Regions from separate parts of the Mus musculus genome. Here region 1 is linked to region 2. Evidence: chromatin contacts called from public HiChIP or PLAC-seq data. All regions are on one chromosome and are shown on one strand. The core of a region is the stretch at or near the end of the contact, and the rest is flanking DNA. Distances in the headings are between cores, read along the strand shown. Region 1 overlaps Slit1 (slit guidance ligand 1). Region 2 overlaps Pik3ap1 (phosphoinositide-3-kinase adaptor protein 1).

What was found. HiChIP or PLAC-seq counts read pairs in DNA pulled down with a chosen protein or histone mark.
Region 1: a contact with region 2 is called in a FOXA1 HiChIP or PLAC-seq map of pancreatic cancer cells. The contact joins two enhancer-like sites. A contact is called at or near these places in 1 of 15 datasets of contacts at CTCF or cohesin (the NIH/3T3 cell line), 5 of 484 Hi-C or Micro-C datasets (brown adipocytes, cerebellar granule neurons, cerebellum and 2 more) and 3 of 115 datasets of contacts at active chromatin or transcription factors (embryonic stem cells, large pre-B cells and pancreatic cancer cells).

The regions. Positions count from the first base shown.
Region 1 is chr19:41,618,454-41,623,401 of GRCm38.p6, forward strand. All of the region lies in intron 25 of Slit1 (slit guidance ligand 1), which reads right to left. Among named protein-coding and RNA genes, the nearest start is that of Gm52407, 17 kb to the left of the region's middle. Within about 2 kb of position 2,513, at least 13 of the 459 cell types and tissues checked have an H3K27ac peak or open chromatin away from gene starts, as enhancers often do. A contact at or near this core is called in pancreatic cancer cells, where this site is marked.
Region 2 is chr19:41,328,259-41,333,549 of GRCm38.p6, forward strand. It overlaps Pik3ap1 (phosphoinositide-3-kinase adaptor protein 1), which reads right to left. Exons shown (of 17, transcript NM_031376.4): 3 at 3,951-4,087; 4 at 942-1,086. Among named protein-coding and RNA genes, the nearest start is that of Gm52406, 48 kb to the left of the region's middle. Within about 2 kb of position 2,378, at least 50 of the 459 cell types and tissues checked have an H3K27ac peak or open chromatin away from gene starts, as enhancers often do. A contact at or near this core is called in pancreatic cancer cells, where this site is marked.

The DNA.
Region 1 (4,948 bases), core at 1,263-3,762, 290 kb after region 2:
GAACACTCTTTTACCCATGGCTTTGAGAAGTGTGAGCCTCCCTCTAGAACAGATGCTTATCAAGGGAACCCAGATGACAAGAATGGATGTCACATGGCTGGGCTGCCCCAGCAGGCTGTGTCAGCTTCCATGGGCCAGCATCCATAGTCAAGCCCTCGCCCTCGCATCTACACCTATCTGAGTACTGCCAGCTGCCCAGCCCTGTACCAATGCTATGGCAAGCTCGGAATCATTCTCCATTCTCAGGAGAGGCATAAAGACAGGATGTGAGTGTAATGGCAAGAAGGGCTAGAGAGTTCTTCCTGTCAATAAACAGATCTGCGCCTGCAGCACCATCAGTATCAACCGATTTTAAAACCCCAAGGTTGTGTGAGGTTAGCAAGAAGGGAGAGGTGTGTTCATCGGGTCACCGGATACCCAGCTGCCCCCCACCTGTTCTGGACTGCAGAGGAAGTGAACCCCAAGACAGGTACAGCCCGGTCGATGTGGCTATGGTTCTGGACAGGAATCTCCCAAAATAGCACAGCTGACGCCATGTGATCTTATAAAACAGGCCGAGCAAGACTTGGACCCCAGCCTACCACAGCTGCTCCCTGCCCGGGTGACCTTGGGCATTCTCCCTTAACATCTCCGGGGCTCACTTTACGATTCAATAAAGAGCCTGCGATCAAGAGGGGAAGAGAGGCAGGCGCTGATAACCCAGAATGGGTGCCGAGGGAATCAGTGCAGCTCGAAGAAGGAGGGCAGGTGCAACCTTGATGTGTATTTAATTTTCTCTCCTCGTGTGCTGACAGCATCCATCCTGGTTAATGGGCCGAGCAAGACACCATCCCCTTCCCACATCAGTACCAGCCCTGACACAGAGGACGGTCGGAGGCAAACTTCAATGTGTAAAAACAGACTTCTTAAGACTACAGGAGGTATATATTACAGTGTATATATTACAGATCTAATGGTCTATTTGAAATACTTACATTTGCCGTATTATTTTTCAAATTACTAAAAAGTACAGTAGATCATAACCATGACATTAAAAAGCTGAACATAGAACTTTAGTGAACTCTAGTGGGTAGAAGTCAACCACGAACAGGGTCTTGATAGAAAAAGTGCTCGAAGCACCTGAGGTCATCTGGAACTTGGGGCCCTTGACGTGACTCAGAGCTTCAAAGACATGCCACAAACATCAACAGAGCCGCACCTGGGATCTCAATGTCCCTTCCCAGTTCATTCCCCAAAACCACAGGGCCGAAGTCTCCTACAAGCCACTCAAGCGTCCTGGCTTATCCCACATGCAGTTATTTGTTTCTGTCCTGAGCAGAGGTCAGCCCCTCACTCACCATTTTAAGCTTCCACTTGCCCAAGGCTGGGTCTTCCCAGTTGAGAACCACCTGTCCCCCCTCTGGTAGTTTCTACCGCTCTCTTTCTCCTGGGAACCATCTTGTCCAACAGAAGCCAATGTGAACCACAACTTATATGTTTTTCTCTTCCTCTCTCTCTCTCTCTCTCTCTCTCTCTCTCTCTCTCTCTCTCTCTGTCTGTCTCTCCCTCCCTCTCCCCTCCCTCCCTTCCTTTTTCCTCTTTTCTCCTCTCTCTCTCTCTCTCTGTCTCTCCCTCCCTCTCCACTCCCTCCCTTCCTTTTTCCTCTTTTCTCCTCTCTCTCTCTCTCTCTCTCTCTCTCTCTCTCTGTTTTTGTTTGTTGTTTTATTTGAGATAGGGTTTCTCTGTATAGCTCTGGCTGTCCTGGAACCCACTCTGTAGACCAGGCTGGCCTCGAACACAGAAATCTACCTGCTTCTGCCTCCTGAGTTCTAGGATTAAAGGCACACTGCACCATGCCTGGCATAACTTACTTATACATTTTAATCAAAAGTTTTAAAAAGAAATAAAATCAGAAGGCTAAGGTAGGAAGACCAGAGATGTCAGGTCAGTCTAGCTATGTAGTATGATCCAGTCTCGGAATATTTACTAATTCGTTAACCTTTTTAAAAAGTAAAGACAACTGAGAGTTTATCCGGAAGTGGAGAATGGGTAGGACCCAGGGAGACATAGCTGGGGAGGGCAGCAGCCAGGCTCTCTTCCAGTCCAAAGGACTGTGGGTTGGGAACACACTCTGGCGTCCGGCAAGATTATAAATAGCCCCGTGTTGTTGGTCATTAGTATAACTCGGGCGCACTGAAACATTAGCTGTGTGGTCTGCTTATGCCTGCTCTATTAATGGAGCCTAGCCTGAAACAGCCTCTCCTGTCTGCGGTCAGAATAATTCTCAAGCTGTAAAACCCTCTACCTGCCCAACCCATTCATGCGTTTCTATGTGTGTGGAACTGTCTTCATCCCCTGCACCCAGAGGCTGCAAAAGCGGTGCCCTGAAACAGGAGCCATTAATTCCAGAGCTGGACCAGACACTAGCCACCCAAACCACTCGCTGTGTCAGTCAGCATTAACTGAGTCAGGCCTGCCAAGCACACGGGAAGGGCACAAGCCTTCAGCACAAAGGAATGCCGGAAGAAAACTATCATCCATCCTAAAATAGAATCAACTTCAGTTGAGTATATTCCCTTCCAGCCTGCCTGCTTCTCTCCTCCCTTCCTCCCTTCCTTCCTTCCTTCCTTCCTTCCTTCCTTCCTTCCTTCCTTCCTTCCTTCCTTCCCTCCTTCCTACCCTCCCTCCTTCCTATTTCTTCTTACCTCCTTCCTCCCTCCTTCCCTCCTTCCTTCCTTTCGTCCATTGACAAGCTCCCGTTAAGTAGCCTATAACTTGCCATCTTCTCAGTCCTGGGAGCACAGGCATATACATGGCCCCATCAATTTTTATGTTCATATTTGTATCACATTAATTATTCTGCATGTCATTGAATACAGATTACGGTGCCATACAGTCATTAACTACTCACTGTTTTATCATATGGGCGTGGCAAGATGTAATGAATCATTTCTACTGAATTTTCACGCCCACTTCTCAATGAACATTGAGAAATTAAGCTTTCTAGTCTGTAGCAGAATAAAGGCAGCAAAATGCAGGATTGTAGCAATGAAAGGACAGTGTTGGCAAGCTGTGGCACGAGCCATGACAGACACGTAGCCTTTTGGCGTTGGACTGCAGGTTAGACACCTGAGCTGGCATATGTCTTCTGATGGATACATGGGAGATGCTGTAGTTTGTACCCTGGCCTCGCCTCTTCCTTTCTTCCCAACTATCATGGGGTCAAAAACTTCATCATCCACATGTTCCCAACATGATGTGCAACCTTACCACAGGCCCAAAGCAATATAGCTCCCCAACTATGGTCTGAATTCTCTGAGGCTGTGAGGCAAAAATGAAGTTGATTGTCTCAGGTATGTTGCTATGGTAATAGAGAGCTGACTAACATTAGCGGATGGTAGGCTAATGGACAAATGACCTTAACTGATTTCTTATGAAATAGATCTGGCCTCGGGCTTGATAGCACTTTTTCTCCCAAAGACAGCTATAGGATCAAAGTTAGTTATGACAGCTTTAGGTTTGCTCGTTTAGGACATGTGCTGTCTGACCCTGGAAAGGAAAGTGGGGGACAGCGTTGAACTCATTGGCACAGGAAAAGACTTCCTGAACAGAACGCCATTAGTTCAGGCACCAAGATCAACAATTAACAAGTGGGACCTGAAAAGCTTCTCTAAGGCAAACGATACCATCATCCCGACAAAGCGGCAACCCACAGAACGGGAAAAGAATTTCCCCAGCTACACATCTGATAGAGGGCTAATATGCAGAATATAAGAACTAAAACAAACCAACCCAATTAAAAAATGGAGTGCAGCTCTAAACAGAATGCTCAATAGAGGAATTGCAAATGGCTGAGAAACACTTAAAGAAATGTTAAACATCCTGAGTCAGCAGGGAAATGCAAATCAAAACGACCCTGAGATTCCATCTTACACCTGTCAGAGTGGCTGAGATCAATAAAACAACTGACAGCTCATCTTGGCGAGGATGTGGGGCAAGGGGAGCACGGCTGGTGGGAACGCAAACTTGTACAGCCGCCGTGAAATCAATATGGCAGTTCCTCAAGAAGCTGGGAATCGATCTACCTCAAGATCCAGCTAACCCACTCCTGGGCATATGCTCGAAGGACCCCGCATCCTACCACAAGGACACTCGCTCAACTATGTCCGTGGCTGCTCTATTCAGCCAGAAATGGAAGCAACCTAGATGTCCCTCAACAGATGAAAGAATTAGGGATTTGTATGTAGTACATTTACACAGTGACGTACTACTCAGCCATTTAAAAAGAATGAAATAAAATCAGGAAATTCACGGGGAAATGGGTGGAACTAGAAAAAAAAAATCATTCTGAGTGAGGTAACCCAGACCCAGAAAGACAAACCTGGTATGTGTTCTCTTATGTGTGGCTATTAGCTGTTCCATCAATGAGAAACAGACTACAATTCATAGAACCGCAGAGGTTAGGGGTAGTGTGGGGACTAGGAGGGGACAGATAGATGTCCCTAGGAGATGTAAATAGAATATGTAGTTATGGATGGGGGACAGGGACTGGAACAGGAGGATAAAGTTGGGATAGGGAATTAAAATGGGACTAGGAGAGAATCCAGGAGAGGCAGCTACAATTAAGGAACATTTGAGAGGTCATAAGGAAACCTAACATAGACGAAGCTCCCTAAAATATATACATATATGAAGGCAATGTCTGTTTTAAGATCACTCTCACTTTACAGATTAAAATATGGGAAAGGTGATTCTCAGAACCAGGGACATCTAAGATGGTTGAGGGGACACTGAGAAAAACTTGGGATACCAAGGTTCTCTGATCTAAGTATGCCCACCCACTCATGCCCTGGAAGTGGAGCGGGCTCAGAGGTAAAGAGCCAAAGCCGCCCATTCACAGTCCATGTGCATGCCACAGCCAACGCTACCAGGAAACGCCAGGAAGATGCCTTTTCTGCACTCACCCAAT
Region 2 (5,291 bases), core at 1,128-3,627:
CAATGCCAGGAAGAGCAAGTGTCCTGCAGAAAGGAGTCAGCTCAGAGCTACATTTGAATGCTGAGGCAGCTCACTGGGGCTGGAGGGAAGTGTCAGAGGTGACCTGGGAGGAGATGAACAGGCCAGCACGTATGAATACGTACACCAAATAGGAGTCCTCGTGGTGATGCCAATTGCATCTTTAAGGGATTTTCATCTGTTGTGCATAATTTTCAGTATTTGTGTGTGTGTATGTGTGTGTGTGTGTGTGTGCAAGAATGAACACTCGTGGGTGCAGATGCCTATGTAGGAAAGAGGCATAGGATCCTCTGGAGACTGAGTTCTAGGCAGTTGTGCGGTCTAATGTGTAACTTGGAACCGAACTCGGTTTTTCTGAAAGAGCAAAATGCATTCTTAACCACTGAGCCAGCTCCCTGGCCTGTTTCACTGAATCCCGCAGGCCTTGACGAACAAAAAGTAAATAAATAAAAAATTAAAAGAGGGCTTAAGGTGCTTTGTATGAAGGCCAATAGTCACCAAGGGCTAGGATGCAGGTGGTTGGAGGATAACACTTTATTCCTACCATGATGGGCTGACTTGCTCTGCGGCAGACTGTACTACGTGCTCTTCCTGGGGTGGGAGTCTATACCACCGGAAGAGGTTCTGAGGGGTGAAGAAAAACATTAAAAATACACCAACCACAAAGATTCGATTCACCAAAGAGGAAATGTGACAACCGTGAACGTGGAAAATGACGAGGTCACACTGGTAACCCAGGGCAACGAGGATGCTCTGCTCCTTAAAACATCAACTTAATGAGGCCACACTGGTAATCCAGGACATCAACTACAGCTTTTAAAACACCAACTCAGCCGTGCTGAGTGATGCTGGAGAGCCAAAGGACAGCAGTGTTTCTGAAGGCAGCTGGGTAGCACACTCTGGGTCACCACGGGGCCACTCACCTGGTGCTTTCACAGAGACCGTGTACTCATTCTCCAGTGTGCCTTCCACCCGGATGGAGGGAGAATCCTCAGGAGAGAACTCTGCTTCTGTTGATACCTTCTCGTCCAGCTTGCATCTCACAATGATATACACAGTGGTTTCTGCCTGGAGTGGGAGACAAGTTCTGGTCTCTCTCTCCCTCCTGTATCCCTTAGGGTGCTGGGTCAAAGGTTATCCCAGCACCTCGAGCCTCAGCCCACTCTCTAAGAGAAGATGGTCTGGTCTAGGGGTCTTGATAGACCAGTGCTGGCAGAGAACCATAGGCTATCAGTCCAGTGGAGGAACTTGTGGAAAACAGACTCAACATTTATAAACCTTTACGAGGATTAGACAAAAACTTTGTCTATTCTTTATTTTCATAATTTTTTAAACCTAGGGACTACAAATGTTTATTTCATTTTATAACATCTTAAAATTGCTCTTTATATACATATACATATATATACACATATACATATACATATATATACATATACATATACTTTTAGTGGTCTTATCATACAATGGGAAAAATAATGCCCATGTAGATACCATATGCTATCAAGTACCAGAAATGGGTTACATCTTTTTGAGTCATTGGCCAAAGTGGTCCCACAGACCCCTACCCCCCACCAAAAACAAACCATTGCAAGCTATTGTCAATGCTACTGTTACCTTCCACGACCTGACACTAAAACCCTATTGCTGAAGACAGATACACTCATGTCATCCAACACAGAGAGATCAAGCTGGTGCCCAGCCGGAAGCTGCACTCCTACTGACTAGCAGTCACAGTGATGGAAGGAGCGCCACTCACTACTGGAGGAGAAACGTAATCACCAATCAATCTCGCCCAGTTATGAACCCTGTGATCTGCAACATTCACATGACTACAAGACATACCGGTGTGGTAGTGGCATAAATGTTATAAGTGTAACCAACCACTTAAAAAAGGGGGGGGGTGTAATATGAAACTCCAAAATCCAAAATGCTCTAACCTGATACCACAAGCGGAAAGTTCTATACTTTGCATTTAGGTCAAAGACCAAATGCAAGGGAAGTAACATGTTCTATAAAACTATTGTCAGGCTGTGTATAACGTGCATATAAAATATAAACACACTTTGTTTTATAACATATCCTGTTGTGCATACAGAAATAATCTAACATCTCCCTAACCAAATTCAAAATCTGAGACACTTCAGGCCCTTAGCATTTTAGGTAAGAGACACTCAACTTGTCTCTTGTTTTACTCAACTTGGCAAAGATCATTTTAGATAAGACCGGTAGGGCTGGGCCCTCCCCAAAACCAGAAAGGCAAGGAGAGATCTATGGCCAGAGCCACAGATCATCCTTAGTCATTCATTCCAGGACTGTTATGTAGTCGTCATAGCAACCCTTCACAAAGGGATGCCGAAGGCTGTTCCAAGTGTGGACTTTGTGACATGAGAGGGCTGTGGCCCAGGCTGCTGCTGCGGCCACTATAACCATTCGCATGACCTGTGGCTGTCATCCTTCCTGCCAAACTCCTGGTCCTGCATCTCATCCGAGAAACATGAGGAGCCCAAAAGAACGCCTGTCAGTTCTGCAGGCAGTCAGGACCCACCACAGGCCAGACACCCTAGGCCCACAGACTCAGTGTAGGCAACTGGGATGATCCTAAGTGAGAGGGCAGCAGAGAGGGAGCAGGAAGACTTGAACAGAGTGGGATGAAGCACGCATGGGTGCCAAACACCCTTCCCACTGCACCTGGCAGTCTGACCACACACCTGTGGGAAGACACGGCACTGGGAGAGGAGCCAGAAATGTCCACATCAGTCCAGCCGTGACTGCAAAGAGGCTACAACAGGCTGGATTTAAAAACCAGGAAGTGGCCAGGTGTGGTGGTACACACCTGTGACCCCAGCTGTGGGGAGGATAAGAAAAGGGGTTCACTAGTTCAAGGCCAACCTGGGCTATGTAGAAAGACGGTCTCAAAACCTCAAAAGTAAAAATAAAAACTGAAGATCAGAGAATGGTGGGGACCAGGCTACAGCGGGCATGTCCCATGGGAAAACAAACACAAAACCAGAAAGCCTAAGCCTAATATCACAGATTCTGACTCATGAGACACCAAGAAACACCAACTTCTTTTCTCTTTAGAAACACCAACTTTTATGCCTAATTTTAAAATCACTCTGAAGTCCAGATCAATCATGTCTAAGAGTTGAATGCAACCTGAAATACAACCGACAACTCTGATGCTGGGAGCCTGTGCCCAGCACCTTGTGGTCTCAACTGCAAAGGAGAAAGTCAGATTCCCCCACCCCCACTTCTCATTTCCAATGTTCTCATGCCCTGAGGTTCTGGGAAGCCACCGTGGCAAGCTTAGCAAAGAGCTTGTATCCATGGAGAAAGCATTCTGGTGCTCTAACCTATCCAAAATGCCTCCCGTTTTAAATCAGAGAAGGAAGGACTGTGAAATATTACGATAGGGTGACTATCCCGAAGTCTCACACAACAGCTCCCTTGTGACTGACTGACAACCATAAAATGCTAGCCATACATGGCTTGGGTATTTAGGCAATCTTTCAGCAAGCAATATTGGCCAGCAAGTTTCCTCTATCAAACCTTAACACCCTCCCTGAGGCCAGGGTGGTGACCAGTAAATGAAGAAGCAGGCTCCCACAATGTGTCACCTTCTCCTTCCCAGGCTAGGCCAGCTGGAAGATATGCAGGCCTCTCTCTAACTCTGTGGCCTGCTGGTATTCTGTCTGCCCTATGTTACACACTCATGAAACAGAGTCCTTACATGGATGGCACATACACTCCCAGGTTCGATTCTCTGACTTAAAGAAGCTACTCGTGTCCGAGGTGATGGGAGTCCCGAGGGAAGGTGGTGGTTCTAATAAGATGTATCCTGATACCTTTGCACCCTTTACTGAAACAAAGGCATCTACTAGGAAAGTCGATGCCCTGATGGAGATGTACCAGGTCCCCAGGATGCCTACCCCACAGCGAATGCGGTCCGGCTGTACCACCATCAGGTTCCCAGGCGATATCTCCGGAGGCAGGTTTGTCTGCTTTGAGAAAGGAAGCTCTCTCTCGTCCTCGGGCTCCGTGTCGGTTACTGAGTCACAGCCAGAATCTATGGGACACAGGACATGACTGAATAAGAGCAGAAAAAAGAAGAACTAGTAGACATGCTTCACCTCCCCAAAGCCCCACACGTCACCGTGCAGGAAGCGGCTACACAGATGCAAGCTGAAGGGACCGGATCGCTAAAGTCACAAAAGAGGACCCAATAGGGGGAAAAAGCCAAACACTTTGCAGGCCATTGAGTGACAGAAAAAAAAGCAATGTTGTGGGGTTTCTGGAAGCTTCACCTCACTGAAGAGTGGCAAGAAAAAAAAAATGGAGTCGGGAAAGGATTGTCTACACCAGAGTAAGAAACTCTGCAGACAGCCACAGGAACTAGGGTCACATCTACCCAATGTCTCTCTGTCAGCAGCAGTAAGAAGCAATCACTTACAACATGCCTAAGGTCAGAACCCCTGGGTTCCGGGTTAGTACCGTGGCCATTCATGAGCTGGAAAAGCCAGGACAGAGACAGGGATGAGTCTCTAACTGCCAACTTGCCACTACATAGAAGCACCTGAGAAGTTAGCTTTGACTGGAATTATCCAGATCAGATTGGTCTATGGACAGATCTGACAGGGGCTGTCGTGATTTCTAATTGATGTGGGAAGATCCAGCCCACTGTGTCGGCACCATCTCCTAAGCAAAGAGTCCTGATTTTTGCAGAAGAGGAGAAATCCAGAGGAGAGGAGGCAGGAAGGCTGAGTCTAGGTTTCTCTCTGCTTTTGACTGTGGTTGCGATGCTATGCAATGTGACAGGCCACTTGAGCTCCTACTTTGGCTTCCCCTTCAGTGATGGTAACTAGAAATCGTAAGCCAGATAATCTCTTCTTCTCTAATCTGCTTTCGGTCTGGGTGTTTAATCACAGCACCAGAAACGAAACTTAAGACCCAGGCTCTGAGCAGGCAGGCAGGGGTGTGAAGATGAAGATGAAGAGGGTGTCAAAGATGGTGAGACCACGGCGAGAACCCGTAAGATTTCTCCAGCAGGGCTCTTAATAAGCATCGACTGATCAACAGGCCTCCTGGTGAAGTGAGGCCCAAGATCATGTATATACAGATGGCAAATCCACACATAAAAAGATCCACACCTATTCTATCAGAAAAAAAAATGCTAATCAAAGCAACAAGGTATACCACGGCACAGCTCTTAGAATAGTCAAGATCCAGAACAGAGATGACACCAAATGTCTTCAAGGGCATACAACACCAGG